Regions from separate parts of the Sus scrofa genome. Here region 1 is linked to region 2. A link is a contact called in public HiChIP or PLAC-seq data. All regions are on one chromosome and are shown on one strand. Each heading gives the region's core, a stretch centred on a gene start, on an enhancer-like site or on the middle of the called end of the contact. The rest is flanking DNA. Distances are from core to core; before and after follow the strand shown. Region 1 has its middle 22 kb from the start of B4GALT5. Region 2 has its middle 68 kb from the start of ZNFX1.

What was found. HiChIP or PLAC-seq counts read pairs in DNA pulled down with a chosen protein or histone mark.
Region 1: an H3K27ac HiChIP or PLAC-seq map of skeletal muscle shows a contact between it and region 2. The contact joins two enhancer-like sites. A contact is called at or near these places in 1 of 47 Hi-C or Micro-C datasets (skeletal muscle) and 1 of 2 datasets of contacts at active chromatin or transcription factors (skeletal muscle).

What each region holds. Positions count from the first base shown.
Region 1 is chr17:51,353,660-51,358,694 of Sscrofa11.1, reverse strand. No RefSeq gene overlaps it. Among named protein-coding and RNA genes, the nearest start is that of B4GALT5, 22 kb to the right of the region's middle. Within about 2 kb of position 2,399, at least 40 of the 83 cell types and tissues checked have an H3K27ac peak or open chromatin away from gene starts, as enhancers often do. A contact at or near this core is called in skeletal muscle, where this site is marked.
Region 2 is chr17:51,023,904-51,029,260 of Sscrofa11.1, reverse strand. No RefSeq gene overlaps it. Among named protein-coding and RNA genes, the nearest start is that of ZNFX1, 68 kb to the right of the region's middle. Within about 2 kb of position 1,685, at least 4 of the 83 cell types and tissues checked have an H3K27ac peak or open chromatin away from gene starts, as enhancers often do. A contact at or near this core is called in skeletal muscle, where this site is marked.

The sequences.
Region 1 (5,035 bases), core at 1,150-3,649, 330 kb before region 2:
AACACTGTAAACCAACTATAATGGAAAAAATAAAAATCATTTTTTAAAAAATTTTAAAAAACCCTGAAAACCAGCCCGAAGTCTAGTGTCAAAGCTCATCTGGGAACAAACCCTGACCTGATCTGAGGCCATGTCTAGGCTTGTTGAACCCACTTAGTGTGAATATTCATGTGTTTCATATCAATGTTTTTGATTGTAAGATGCTATAAAATATATGGCTTATAAACCACTTTACTACTCTGAAATGGGAACATTTCTAAGTTTTGAAACACTGATTTCTGATAAGGGATTGTAGATTTGTGCTGTCAGTTCTCATGACAGCTGTGATGTGAATGCTTTTAATATCCTCATTTTACAGATGAAGAAACAGGGTCAGAGCGGTTATGTGCATCGCCCAGACCACCCAGCTAGGACGTGAAAGAGTGAGGATTTGGACCCAGGCCGACCGACTCTAGAGCTTCTGTTGGAGGGAATTTTTTTGTTTGTTTCCTTTACTGTAGGACTTTCCAGAGGCTTTAATCTGCTAACATGCTCTGTAAATCTCCAGGAGAGGACTATAGAACGCAGCAATCCCCAAACACGTAGACTGTGGACGTCAAGATCATTTTTTTCAAGGAATCTCCCAGAACTAACTCTGAGAACCAGGGAGTCCCCTTGGAGGATATAAGGAACCTTGGCCAACCAGGAGCATGAAGGAGCCGAACCCTGCGCATGGGAGCAGGCAGAAGAATCCTTGGCAACTCCCACCCTGTCACTAATTAACTACGTGACCTTGAAAAAAAAAAAATCCCGATTCCTAACTTGTAAAGCAGATGACAAAACCACCTTGAGGTCCGTCAGCCTGCCAGCAGCATTTTGTACAGTCTTTGAAGAGGAGGAAGCCTAATGCATTTGAAGTAGACATTCAAAAAAAACTTCAAGGGGGTACAGCTGGTGCAAGTTTCCTGAAAATTCTCTGAAACACCAGGCTGGGCTGGCTGAGCTGCTCAGTGGCAGGAAAGCAGGCAGGAGAATTTCTAAATGTCCCTCAAGCTCCAAAATGCTGAGTCCCAGATCCCTTCCAACCCTTTAATAACTGAATTTGTCAACATTTCTATTTTTTTTTGTTCGTTTTTTTCTTTCTTTCTTTCTTTCTTTTTTTTTTTTTTTTTTTTTTTTGCTTTTTAGGGCCTTACCTGTGACATATGGAAATTCCCAGGCTAGGGGTCGAACTGGAGCTGCAGCTGCTGGCCACAGCCACAGCCACAGCCATAGCAATGCCATATCCAAGCCATGTCTGTGAGCTACACCACAGCTCACGGCAAGGACAGATCCTTAATCCACTGAGTGGGGCCAGCGATCAAACCTGAGTGCTCATGGATACTCGTCGGGTTCATTGCCACTGAGCTGCAATGGGAACACCCAAAGATTTATTTTTAAGAACTGAAGATGTGCTTGACAACATGGAGAGTTAAAACTGGAGACAACTTAAATGTTCCCAAGCAGGGATCCAATCAAGTATGATATAAAAAATAGTGCAAAGAAAAGCTGTAATTATATATATTACAGGGTAGTGGTTAAGGTCATAGGCTCTGGAATCAGATTCTCTTGAGTTCAAATCCTGACTCTGCTGTTTACTAAGCATACACTCTTAGTCAATTTACTTGACACCTAAGGGCTTCACTTTTCTTTTCTGTAAAATGGGTATAATAATTGTCCTCACTACAGAGCATTCTCAAAAAAGATGAAATGAGTTAAAACAGACCATGCCTAGAACTATCACCATGAAAGTAAATGTGACTAAATGTATCTTATTTGAGTCATAACATTTTTATCTCCTTTGTACGAATCACATTTTGATCTACCATCCCATTTCACTACCCTTTCTTTTAAGGAGAAGAATGAGAGGGTTATGCCCAGGGTTATGCAGCAGGAAAAGCTCATCTTGGAACCCAAGCATCCTGCCTCCCGAGTTCAGGGCCTGACCACTGGGCTAGAGCTGTGCTCGTTAGCTGTGCTTGAGGCTCGCTCTGGGGATCCCCTAGCCTATGGCCTGTCGGCCCAGTTACAGCTGAAGCTGGTCCAGCATGAGGGACGGCAGTGTCTCCTCAGATGGCCCCACGGGGCACCTCGCCAGGCCCTTTTTTCCTCTGGAGCCCGGCCTCGCTCACACAGGCTGCTCTGTGAGGCTGTGGGCAGGAGGCCTCTCTCGCCAGCAGTGTTCAGTTACCCCAGTGACATTCAATTGTTCCGAAGAGAAGAGCCTCGTTTTTTGGCAGCCCCTAGACCTGGATTCCAGGAAGCTCTGCCTGGCTCCTTTTCTGTTTGTTTCCAGTCAGCAAGTCCGCCTGTATCACTTTCCACCGGGTTGCGTAAGTCCGCCTGCTGCTCTCACTCTCCCTCTCTTACTGTCATCTTGATACCACTCTGAGCTCACTGCCGGTCAGGGAGGAAGACCTGGGACCTATAAGGGGAGGAGACAAGACGCAGGGTGTGTCAGCAGGTATTTATTGCTTCCTAGATAGACCCAAATGGCAGCTTGGCCCAGTCCCAACATTTTCAGGGATGCGTGTCTTACCCGAGACAGAAAAGCCCAGGCTCTCGGCCCTGAAAAGAGATCCCTGAGGTGGCAGCTCGGCCCTGCAGGTGAAGGGCCCTGTCTGTATGGACCATGGTAGAGCCCCCTCTACCCTCTGTGGGATTATTTTGGCAGGCGCTTGGAAAACTGAAATGGAACACACAGCCCTGGAGGCAACTGCCTGAGTTCAAATTCTGGCTCTGCCACTAACCGGCTATGTGATTTTGGGCAAATTACTGAACCCTCTGTGCCTCAGTTTCTATACCTGTGCATGGAGATAACAATAAAACCTCCCATATTAGACTGTAATAAGAACTGAGTCAGTTAATACATGCAAAGGGCTTAGTACAATTATCGCTATAATTATAATAGTAACTATTATTATTGATATCCACTAGAGAGAAAAGTTCCTGTTTGTGCCCAAGGAGATTAGACAATAACATTCACTGTGGCATGATTTTTCACAGTGGCAGGTTGAAAGCCATTTAAATATCTCTCAGAGTTCCTTGGTGGCCTAGCAGTTAAAGATTCGGCATTGTCACTGCTGTGGCTCAGGTTCAGTCCCTGGCCTGAGAACTTCTGCATGCCACAGGTATGGCAAAAAAAAAAAACACAAAAAACCTCTCTCTCAGGAGTTCCCATTGTGGTGCAGCAGAAACGAATCTGACTAGTATCCATGAAGATGCAGGTTCAATCCCTGCCCTCGCTTAGTGGGTTAAGGATCCGGCGTTGCTGTGAGCTGTGGTGTAGGTCGCAGATGTGACTCAGATCTGGTGTTTCTGTGGCTGCGGTGTAGGCAGGCAGCTGCAGCTCCGATTTGACCCCCAGCCTGGGAACTTCCATATGCTGCAGATGCGACCATAAAAAAGCAAAAGAAAACTAAACAAAACCTCTCAGTTGCTAAACAAATTATAGTATATCCGCACTGTGGGTTTCTGTACAGCAGTTAAAAAGAAAGGGGAAGATCTATGTGGCCTGATGTGAAAAGACTCAAAATATAATGATCAGGAGTTCCCGTCATGGCACAGCAGAAGCGAATCTGACTAGGAACCATGAGGTTGTAGGTTCGATCCCTGGCCTCGCTCAGGGGGTTAAGGATCCGGTGTTGCCATGAGCTGTGGTGTAGGTCGCAGACGTGGCTTGGATCTGGCATTGCTGTGGCTGTGGCGTAGGCCAGCGACTACAGCTCCAATTAGACCCCTAGCCTGGGATCCCCCATATGCTGCAGGTGCGGCCCTAAAAAAAGACAAAAAGACAAAAAAAAAAAAATATATATATATATATAAAATGATCAGTGACAAAAAGCAAGAAGCTGAAGGACACACGGACGGGAATATTTATGTAAAACATAAAAATGCAAAACAGTCTGTGAGTCAGGAACATACGTAAATGCATAGGGAAAATGTCCAGGACAGCGCTGCCTGATTATGGTTGTCACTAGCCACATGTTGCTATTTACATTTAAATGTAAGTTCATTAAAATAAAATAAAATAAAAAATTCAGTTCCTCAGGGACATCAGCCATACTCAAGTGCTCAATAGCCACATGTGGCTAGTGGCTAGTATACTAGACAGTGCAAATATAGACCCGCCCCTCACTGCAGAACATTCTGTTGGATGGTGCTGGTCTAGATGGGTGAAAAAGAGAAATCGACAACAGCAGTTACCTTGGCATGAAAGGAGCAAGGATGCCAGGGTATCATTTATTCTTTTTTTTTTTTTTTTTTTTTCTGGCCATGCCTGTGGGATGCAGAACTTCCCAGGCCAGGGATCAAATCCAAGCCACAGTGGTGACCTGAGCCACAGCAGTGACAACACCAGATCCTCAATCTGCTGAGCCACAAGGGAATTCTTATCGTTTATTCTTTTAGCAGATGTTTATCAAGCACTTACTCTGTGCCAGGCATTGCCCTCACACTGGCACCACAGCCTGAGTAAGACATAGCTGCCTTCTTGGAGTTTTCATTCCAGTGGCTGGTATGTCAAATGGAAACTGATGTTTTGGTGAAAAATAGAGCAGGTGCAGTGGATAAAGAATGTTGGCAGATGGCCTGGGGTGATCATTAAGACATTTTTTACATTTACCTGCATTTTTTTTTTAAATGAGGAGACTGCCTTACTTGTGTAATTAAAATTTTATGAAAGGAAACAAAAGTACCTCAACCCTGGAGAGAGGAAGTCTGGATTCCTGCCCCACTCTGTCCTTAACCCTTGGGCCCTATGCCTTGTGATGTAAGCTTTCTGGTCCCCCATTTCTGTATCTCCATGTGTGTGAGATAGGGGCTCCGAGGCGCCACCAGCCCCTCCATCCTGTGGTTGGATGTTTTCATGAGTCTCTTCACCTGTCCAGGAAGCCCATGGATCGCTGGAGTCCTTTGGAAATGTTAGCGTGTAAAACCATGCAGGACCCTGTTGCAACAGACACAACAACCCAAGGACAGAGAAAAGGAGAAGGATGGGGAGGAGCAGGGGGGAGGC
Region 2 (5,357 bases), core at 436-2,935:
TGCACCCTCTCTGACCACCTTTCTATTACTCTTTACCTCCTTCACTCCCTATCGGACACATTAACCACTGGTCAGTTTTCCAACACACCAAGCACACTCCACCCCAGGGCCTTTGCTCTGGCTCCCCCCTGGACTTGGAAGAGCTTCTGTAGGATGGTCACATGGTTCTCTCCCTATTAATAGTAACACCCTCCCCCACATCCCTCCACACAGACACACACCTCAGAGTCCATCCCCTTCTCTGCTTTATTGTTCTCCACAAGTTACCACCTTCTGACATACTCTGTTTTATTGATTTTGTTTACTGTTTAATCCCTCCAACAGAATGTGAATTTCTCCCTCCAGCAGAGTGGAAATTCAAAAGCTGAAAAGCAAAGAGAACAAAGACTGGGGGAAAAAAAAAAAACAGAATATACAAGGATCCATGGGGCAACCACAAAAGGTTTAACATATGTATAATGGAAACACCTGAGAAAGGAGAAAGAGAGAAAGGAACAAAAGAAATATTTGAAAAAATAATGACTGAGAATTTCCACAAATTAACGTCAGACACCAAACCACAGATCCAGGAAGCACAAAGTAGGGTAAATACAAAAATACCACAACTAAAAAACCCAGACAAACAAAACTTCACCCAGGTGAGTCATTTTCAAACTGTAGAGAATCATCAATAAGAAGTCCTGAAAGAAGCCCAAGGAAAAAGCACTTCACCCAGTGAGGAACAAGGATAAGAATTACATCCACCTTCTCAGAAACCATGCAAATGAGGAGAGAGTGGAATGAAATATTTAAAGCGTTGAAAGAAAAAGTCACCAGCAGTGCAGGATTTGTGAAGGTTGGAGCCAGACTGCCTGGGTTCAAAATCCTGACTCCTCTACTTGGCGGTTACATGTCATCAGGGAGGTCTCAGCTTCTGTGCCTCCGTGTCTCTAACTGCAGAATATGGCTAATTCACTGCAGCAACAGTGAATACATTAATTGCCTCAGGGCCAAGAATCGGATGAGGTGACTGAGGCAGAATTGTATGAGTAGAGAGTTGGATTCTATTCTAATAACTACCATAATTTTAAGGCAGTGAGCACTTAAAAACTGTTTCAAGGCATCTGCAACAGCTATAATGGGATGCAAAATAATCCATGGTGTTTTTCAGTGGCAATGTCACAAATACTGTTAATACTACTAAGATTTGTTGCCTATATTCATAACTGAAGGAAGTGCTGCATTTCAGCTAGAGGTCAGTGAAAATAAAGCTAAAGAGTTTTGCCCCATCCAAATTCGCAGAGCTAGGTTACAAATCCCTACATTAGGGGAGATAGAAATCTATTTCATCAGTCACAACTAGCACTTAAATATTTTTTAAAATATTTGTTTATTTATTTTGTTTTTTAGGGCTCTACCTGAGGCATATGGAATTTCCCGGGCTAGGGGTTAAATCAGAGCTTCAGCTGCTGGTCTACACCACAGCCACAGCAACACAGGATCGAAGAGGAAACAGCATGATGGAAAGCAGGTCCAGCAGCCACTGCCACATTGCAGGTGCAAACATCCTTGTCCCTCCCTCCAGGGCCCCATTGGCCTTGGTCTGGCCCCCATCTGCCCTTCTGCCCTCACACAAGTACACACACAAGACCCAAGTTCAACAGACACTGTGTTGTCAGCAGTTGCACAGCTGCTTCCCCCGTCCTCAGGGAGAAGAGCAGGTGTGGCAATGCCCATGTCCTGAGCTCATCGCCTGTCTGGGGACATGCCCCTCCTGATGGCCACATGTCCCCACAGCAAATATTAGCAAAGCTGTTTGTAAAGAGCCAGCTGGCGGCATGTCTGGAGGTCCTGGGCTGCAAAGGTTTGAGGCTAATTAAATGGCCTCTGATGAGCCATTATAGGGAGCTAAGCCTGGGCATTTTTGTGCTTTTCTGGATATGTGGGTGTGTTCTTATCATCAGTCCTGGATGTTAAAGGAGAGAGTCTGGGAGAGGATGTTGAAATCAGAAAAACAAAACCTCTAAGGGACTCTACTCTCTGGTTTCCCAAGGGAGCAGGGGTTTGACCCTGTGCCGATGGGAAAGGAGGGAACAACTGATCGGGTATCAGATATGCTGGGAATTAACCCTGTACTAATAAGCAGGAAATTGCCAAAGGAGAAGATGGGCTTTGGGGTCTGGGAGGGATTTAAAGCTGCAGCTCAGTCTAGTGGTTCAGAAGGGAAACATCGGGGTCCGAAGCATCTGAGTTCAAATGCTGCCTAGGGAGATTTATCATCCAGGCCAAGCTCCTCATGCCAGAAATCTCAGAGAACATAAACTCATACTAGGTTAACACTTCCTGACCATTTGTGTGGGCCAGGCACTTTTGTGAGCACTTCACATGCTCTTGCTAATTAATTCTTGGCCACAACTCTATAAAAGTCAACTTATGAAATTATCGTCATGGGTATTATAAAACGAGCATCAACAACAATTCTGCGAAATTAGCATCATCCTTATTTTACAGATGAGGAACTGTATGAGTCACTTGTTGCTGCATAACAAATTGCCCCAACACTTAGCAGCTTAGAACAGCATTTATTATCTCACCCAGTTTCTGCGGCTTAGGGATTTGGGAGTCATTTAGCTGCCTGGTTCTAGAACAGACTCTCCCATGAGGCTGCAGTCAAAATATTGGCCAGGGCCATAGTCCTCCGAAGGCCAAACTGGGGCTGGGGGACCCTCTTCCTAGATGGCTCCCCCATGCAGCTGGCAGGTAGGTGTGTGGGGCTATTGGCAGGAGGCATTGGTTTTTTTCCCCACATGAATCTCTCCACAGCATTTTTTGAGTGTCCTCACGACATGGCTGAGGGCTTCCCCCAAAGTGAGTGATCCCGGAGAAAGACAGAAGCTGCAGGTTCTTTTTTGCTCCAATTTTTTTTTTAATTGTGGAAAAAACACACTAGTAAACAAGAAGATACATGTACTGCTCAGCGCTATGCAGAAAATGAACAGGTGGTGATATAGGCTGACTGGGGAGTATCACTCCAGACAGGCAGTCAGGGAAGACCCCCCCAGAGGTGGTGACTGTGAGATAAGATCTGGCCGACAGGCAGAGCAAGTCACCAGAAGAGCTGGGAGAGCTCTTCTGGCAGAAGGCATAGCAAGTGCAAAGGCACTGAGGTAGGAACACGCTTAGGAGGCCAGCGTGGCTGCAGAGGGATGAGTGAGGGGAAGGGTAGGAGATAGGAGGTGGCAGGCATCAGCAGGGACCCAACTTATAGGACTTGGTCAAGCAGGATTACTCAGAGAGCAGTGGGCAGCCACAGAGGGGTTTAAGTCAGGGAACAGCACAGTCCTTGCATCCAGGAGCCTCTCCCAAACCGGGAATCATCTCAGCTAAACCCAGAGGCATTCGCTCCTCCAAGCCGGTGTCCGAGAGCTCAGCCTGGAGCAGCTCCGCTGGGAATTGCTACCATCCATCCTTGTCTCTGCCCGCCTGAGACCCAGACCAGCGGCCCCATTAATATAAATGAGGCCTTTGCTGACTCGATTTCCAAATGAGTCCAGCCGTTCAAGATCTCTATTCCAGGAAATGTGAAATTTATATAATGAAAATTAAAAGAGAAACCGGGGAAGCAGCTCCTTAAGTGCCTGCTTCCCGGGTAAGCGAGCCAGGTCTGCGCATCTATCAGGAGATGGATGAAGGTGCCGCCTGAGGGCTGCTGGGAAGCTGTGATCAGTGGGGAGGCCCGGAGCACGGTGGCTGCAGGCAAGGAAGAAGCCACAGACCCCCTTCCTCTCCTCCAAAAATCAGCCGTGATCATAAAACTCACGTTCACTGCTACCTGCCCAGCCCTGTCCTAAGCACTTTACTTACCTGGGTTTTTTCATTTAAGCTTCATGACAACCAGATGGTGTAGGCACTACTATGTTCCCCATTTTACAGATGGAGAAACTGAAGGTCATGTTGGAAAAAGGACTTGACCAAGGTCACGCAGCAAAATAGTGGCCACAATGCGACTCAGGTCTTTTGTCTATTATCTCCAAGGACCCTCTTGTCCAGAGTCCCAACAATGTGGAATGGAAGAAAAGCTCAGGAGGCAGAGAGACTTGGGTTTGAATTCGAGCTTCAACTACTGGCCTGTTGTGTGAACTTTTTATCATATTTAATGTCTACCCTGCTAAAATTCCAGCTACACAGGCGAGGCAGAGATTTTTGTCTGCTTTTTTCACTGTTGTGTTCCCAGCCCCTGGGACATTGACTTGCACAGATTGGGTGCTCAATAAATATTTGTTAAGTGAATGAAAAAGCCAGAGAGGAGTTCCCATCGTGGTTCAGTGGTAAGGAACACAACTAGTAACCATGAGGATGCGGGTTCAATCCCTGGCCTCACTCAGTGTGTTAAGGATCCAGCGTTGCCATGAGCTGTGGTGTAGGGTGAAGACGTGGCTCAGATCTGGTGTTGCTGTGGCTGTGGTGTAGGCTGGCAGCTGCAGCTCTGATTTGACTCCTACCCTAGGAAGTTCCATATGCCATGAGTGCAGCCCTAAAAAGACAAAAAAAAAAGTCAGGGAAGTGGGGACCCCTGAGAATCACTGAGACCAAATTTCCCACTACTCAGAAAGAAGGCAACCGAAAGGTCAGATGTAAGTTGATTTCTAGAACCTAGTAAACAAGCAAGGTACATCCTAAGCGAGGTAAGAATATTATCTCCCTTAACCATCACAGCAGCCCTAAAAGGGACTGTGTCTCTCCCCAGTTTACCTTGGAGGGGACCAAGGCACTGACTTAAATCACTTGCATAAGATGTCACAATGCAGAAGTGGCAGAGCAGGGATTCAAACCCAGCATCCTGGCTCCACATAGCCCAGACTCTCCTCCTCCACACACACACACACACACACACACTTATGTGATATCACCAGGTCCTTCTGTTTTTTGGCAACTCTCAGAACAGAAATCTCCTCCCAGACTGGTGTTTGGGGTCCCCACCCCTCTGTCACTTCCTGTCCCCATTGTCCTCATTGCATCCTAGCCAAATGCAAATCTGCATCCCTGGTGACAGCTGGAAGCTGTAGGCTGTCCAGTTGTCATGGTGATGGTCTCCAGCTCCTATAAACAGTCCCGCCTCCTGGCTGCCTGGCTGGCTCACTCTTACCACATTCAGAAGCCGTTCCCTGAGCCTCACTCCACACTTGACCCCTTCTGGGTGGCTGAAGGGGCCTAGAGGTCCACAGGTCTCCCCTGTTCCCATCTGGGGACCACAGGAAGCTTGGAAGCAGGGCACCTGGTCCCCGCCTTCCTTCCTGCCCCTTCCTGGCTTTGTGACCTTGAGCTGTTGCTTCCCCTCCTGTCCCTGCTTTACAGTGTAGCCATGAAGAGTTAAAGAG